Regions from separate parts of the Xenopus tropicalis genome. Here region 2 is linked to region 1. A link is a contact called in public Hi-C data. All regions are on one chromosome and are shown on one strand. The core of a region is the stretch at or near the end of the contact, and the rest is flanking DNA. Distances in the headings are between cores, read along the strand shown.

Region 1 (2,700 bases), core at 87-2,586:
ATTGATGTTAAACCAAAGCTTAGTATTTTGCAATATTAACCCCCCGTGGTTGTGTAATATAAGGTACAACATTTGCTACTGTGCTTATAACCTATAGTAACCAATCAGCAGGTGGCATTTACTGGTCACCTGTTTAAAAGCATATCATTGGTTGCTGTGGGTTGTACCTTTTATTGCATATGGTGGATTGCATTTTAATTCAGCAAGGTGCTAAATCAGATGGTAAACTTTTCATGCCAGACCCTTACAATTACTTTTTTTTTTTTTATAAATACAATAGTATGGACTGAGAAATCCGTGCTGAGAATAAGTATTTAATATGCACCTATACTACAATGAATAGATCCCTGGTAACTGAAGACTGTCTTTATATAAACACAGACAACTGTTCCTTAGGTTAGGTTTATAACCTGCAATGTGGACATAGGCTTACGGTGCCTTTTTATGCAGCATTAATTGCTTAGGTTTGGGTCCCTTGGCTGGCCATTCTGTGTGACTGCCATGCAGTCCGTGTTGATAGGGTCTGTGTTCAAACGAAATCAGCAGTAGCTCTTACCTTTTATTTGGTTTACATACATGTCAGATCAGCACCATTTGGCTAAATTGTACATAATCAGGATTTTTGGCCAACATTCTATGGAGTTGGAAATGGAAAATCAAAACATCTGGCCAGCTAGTCTGAGTGTTGAATGAAATGTGCATTGGCTTATAATTGGCTCATTGATGCGTTCCTAGCCTCGCAGCCCGCATATAGTCTATATGACCTTGAGGGCAAAAGTGGGCATATCTGGGAAGGATCTGCTAATTTTGTGATATCACCAAACAAGCAGATCCTTAAGTGTATGGCCCCCTTCAGACCAATATAGGCACTGCTTGAGAGATACTTTGTTTTAGCCTTCTACATGGACTCACAGTATTGTAATGGATAAGCAGACATAGTTGTGTGTTTATTATTTGTTATCCATAAAAGCACATTAGGGTTTGCTTCCTCATGCCTATGGCACTCCTTGCTGTTACTGATACATTGATTAGAGTTGACAGTCACATTCCATAAACATTAATTAATTTTTTGGAATACTTTTTTTTTTTTTCTGGTAAGCCCGTGGTTTCCTGATTTACAGCCTTTTCCATTTCCTATTTGTTCTGTACTAGGGTTACATTCACTTTGTCAAGAATGTTGGCTGCTGAAGTCAGGGCATCATGTGATTTCTGCTTCTTTTCTCCCCCCCCCCCTTTCTCCCTTGTCATGCATACTCCCCACCTTCAGTATGTGCCTCGGCACACGCTGTTCAGTAAACAAACTTCAGAGAACCAGAGAGAGCTGGTTTTGATCAGCTAATTCATTCACACAGAGCCCTCACAAAGGGTAGTCCAGTTGCATAGCCTTGACAAGGAGGCTAGAGGGCGGTGAAGCCAATATTTTTGTTTTCATTAGTGCTTTTTATAGCTGTGAAGCGCCAGCTGTAGCTGGTTAACATGAGCTCAAATCATCCTCTAGCGTGCAGTGTCTGTGTATTGGGCCGGGATCTGCTGATGGAAACAGAGATGTTAGTCATGGTGTCATTGGATGTATTTATATGAACTTTGTATTGTACATGCTGTTAGTCACTAAATAGAAACAAGATGAAAGGGGAAGGGTGGGGGAGTCGCCTTGCTGAAAACTTACACTTTTATTACTAATGCAGGGTGCCCTGTAGATCACTGAATGTACAGTCCACGGTGATAAGGGCAGCAAACACTGTGAAATAGCACCCATGATGATCTTTTTATCCCTGATGCTAAAGATGAATTAAGTTGCTCAACTTACGGTACCATTATTTTTAGAACTTATGAGTCCTTCTGGTTTGGTAAATTGGATTTACCTTGGTACATAGTACATGGTACAAAAATGAATATATGACTGAATGCATTACCAGAGGACCCCTTCCCTAAACATTCATATATGCTAAAATGGGAAGAGATCACCTCTACCACCCTTTCAATAGAGGATTGGGGTGAAATATGGGACAACGCCAGGAGAAATGTGACATGCGTTAGACAGAAGGAAAGCATATATAAATCCATGTATTTCTGGTATGATACACCTGTAAAACTCAACCACATGTTCCCAGGTACATCTCCTTTTTGCTGGAGAGGTTGCGGTCAGAAGGGTACTTTACAACATATTTTATGGTCATGCTCTAAAATTGTACCACTGTGGAAAACAATAGAAGAACTACTGTCATGTATTTTTCTAAGGAAAGTGAACTTAGATATTTACATAACACTAGTAGGTAAACCAATTCCCAGCCTTACCTATGCAGAACAACGACTTACAAATTACATACTAACGGCATCTAGACTAGCCATTACATCACAATGGAAGAACCCGAATCCCCCCAAACTTAACGATGTACTAAGGAAGATGAAAGATATGAGGGAAATGGAATATATGACCGCCAATGTCAGAGGCACCCAAGAGAACTGGAAAAAGGTATGGTCTAAATGGGATTACTACATAACTAACCCACTCGGAAGGGGAGACGCCCACCCGAGTCAGCAATTCTAAGCAACCTGATTTACAATAGACAACCCTATCTCCCCCCCCCAAAAAGGTATGGGGTCTACATATATAATTTCTTGTTTTGCCTAAGGTATTAAGGCTTATTTGCAACCTCCAAACTATGTTCGTATACTCTCCCACTATGTTAAACCAAAGGT
Region 2 (2,700 bases), core at 133-2,632, 63 kb after region 1:
GGGAGCAGTTGCACCTATCATGCACACAGTGGGCAAGAAATGGGCCCAATGCCTATGGAGCAATACTCCTAGTTACACCTGCCATGGCCAAGATGCAGCTTGAACGAGCTCTGGCACTGAAAGGGTTGAGATGATGCCCGATTCTCTCCCATTTCCTGCAGGGCACTACCCACTGGTAATACCTTGCAAATGTCTTATTGCACTAAATATTATACATATATATTAAAGATGTGATAAGTCTTTGGCTCAGTCTGTAAGAGGGGGCAGGGCAAGTGTCCCAGGTGGTGTGAGGCCCCCTCTTGCTGTGGGAGATGTTGCAGCAAAGTCTCACAGGCAGCCCTCCAGCTCCAGCTGATCCCCATCTCCCTGTAGCGACTGTACCGGAGCCGAGGCTGGAGGGCCGCAGGAGGGCCATGTCTGGAATGAGGTATAGGAGGTTATAAAGTCCTGGGCTGGGGGCGGGTTACCGGCAGTCAATGCCCGTCAGGCTGGGCAGGAAGGTGCTGGTGGCGGTGGGGGGCAGCTGTTTGAAGAAGTGCCGGAGGCTGCTCAAGTCCCTGGTGAGAAGTTCGATCTTTTTGTGCAGTTTCTCGTTCTCCGAGGAGAGTTCGAGCAGCTTCTGCTGCATGTCTATGTTGCGCTTTTTGGCTTTGTCGCGGCTCTTCCTCACGGCGATATTGTTGCGCTCCCTGCGCTGCCGGTACTCGGGGCTGTAGCGATCTAACAGCTTCTTGCCCGTCCTGTCTTTGCCGCAGGAGCTGGGGGAAGCCGGGGAAGGGCAGGCTGAGGTGCTGGGCTCCGGGGAGGTGGGAGGGGTGGGCTGCAGGCTCATGCTTGTCTGGGCACAGGCTGCGATTTGGTTGGGCAGCGAAGAGGACAAGTCGCTGTCGCTCCACTCCGGCTCTTGCTTGAGATGCCCTTTGCCAGCTGTGCCAGGGCAGGGAGGTGCCGCCAAGAGCCCGCTCAGGTAGTCACCCCCGCCGCACTCCTGCCGCTCTCCAACCGCTTTGCTGGAGTTGAACAGGTCCGCGAACAGCTCGTCGTTGCACAGCTCCAGGTTGGGCACGGAGGCCATGGAGTCTATGTACGAGCTGAAGTCTATTGCGCTCTCATCGTCATAGATGGCAGGGGCAGCGCTTAGCTCTGCCAGGGTGCCCCCACTGCCCACAGCGGGCTCCTCGCACATGGCTCTCGGCTTGCATGGGGCAGGGGAGCCGCTCAGCCGTTGCTCGTAGAAGTTGGTGGGTTCCATGTACCAGGCTGCATAGGGGGACAGACAGCGCGCCTCCAGGCTCATCGGCACCGAGCTCATGTGAGTGGCTCTGCAGTGACTGGGTCTCTTCTAGCTGCGCGGATTGGCTGCCTGTCAGGCTCTCTGGGTCTGATCTGTCACAGACTTCTACTCCTGCTACTGCTCTACTCCTCCCTTATATACCGTATCTCCCGCCTCTACGTGACGCAAGACAGGGGGCGGGGCCTGGAATCCGTATCAGCTCCAGGTTTAACCCTCTCAGCAGGAAGCGCTGTCAGGCGAGCTGGGGTTTTGCCGCCTGTCAGGATGGGGATCAGTAGAGCCGCGATAGAAAAGTGTGCCTGGGCATGGCGGAGCTTAGCTGGCGGGCAGCAACTTCATGAAACGCATACAGTGCGCCGCCCGTAGCCCGTTACATTGGGACAGTGGCGCCCTGGCACAAATACAAGTTGCCAAATAGTCACACATAGAGTACAGCGCCTACTAGGGAATAGTGTGGGGCATAGGGAATAGTGTGGGGCATAGGGAATGGTGTGGGGCATAGGGAATAGTGTGGGGCATAGGGAATAGTGTGGGGCATAGGGAATAGTGTGGGGCATAGGGAATGGTGTGGGGCATAGGGAATGGTGTGGGGCATAGGGAATAGTGTGGGGCATAGGGAATGGTGTGGGGCATAGGGAATGGTGTGGGACATAGAAATAGTGTGGGGCATAGGGAATAGTGTGGGACATAGGGAATGGTGTGGGGCATAGGGAATGGTGTGGGGCATAGGGAATGGTGTGGGGCATAGGGAATGGTGTGGGGCATAGGGAATGGTGTGGGACATGGGAATAGTGTGGGGCATAGGGAATAGTGTGGGGCATAGGAATAGTGTGGGGCATAGGAATAGTGTGGGGCATAGGGAATAGTGTGGGGCATAGGAATAGTGTGGGGCATAGGAATAGTGTGGGGCATAGGAATAGTGTGGGGCATAGGGAATAGTGTGGGGCATAGGAATAGTGTGGGGCATAGGAATAGTGTGGGGCATAGGGAATAGTGTGGGACATAGGGAATGGTGTGGGACATAGGGAGTGGTGTGGGGCATAGGAATAGTGTGGGGCATAGGAATAGTGTGGGACATAGGGAATGGTGTGGGACATAGGGAATAGTGTGGGACATAGGGAATGGTGTGGGGCATAGGGAATGGTGTGGGACATAGGGAGTAGTGTGGGACATAGGGAATGGTGTGGGACATAGGGAATGGTGTGGGACATAGGGAATGGTGTGGGGCATAGGGAATGGTGTGGGGCATAGGAATGGTGTGGGGCATAGGGAATGGTGTGGGGCATAGGGAGTGGTGTGGGACATAGGAATGGTGTGGGGCATAGGGAATGGTGTGGGACATAGGGAATGGTGTGGGGCATAGGGAATAGTGTGGGACATAGGGAATAGTGTGGGGCATAGGAATA

What was found. A called contact is a pair of places that touch in the nucleus more often than the background predicts.
Region 2: a contact with region 1 is called in a Hi-C map of liver, with 4 times the contacts expected there. The contact joins the promoter of cebpd here to the enhancer-like site in region 1. A contact is called at or near these places in 3 of 5 Hi-C or Micro-C datasets (brain, liver and tailbud embryo).

What each region holds. Positions count from the first base shown.
Region 1 is chr6:113,078,360-113,081,059 of UCB_Xtro_10.0, forward strand. The region is part of intron 8 of spidr (scaffold protein involved in DNA repair); the gene reads left to right. Among named protein-coding and RNA genes, the nearest start is that of cebpd, 63 kb to the right of the region's middle. Within about 2 kb of position 1,337, at least 7 of the 11 cell types and tissues checked have an H3K27ac peak or open chromatin away from gene starts, as enhancers often do. A contact at or near this core is called in liver, where this site is marked.
Region 2 is chr6:113,141,162-113,143,861 of UCB_Xtro_10.0, forward strand. cebpd (CCAAT enhancer binding protein delta) reads right to left here and starts at 1,383. Exons shown (of 1, transcript NM_001030414.1): 1 at 1-1,383. The coding sequence starts at 1,186. The coding sequence ends at 464.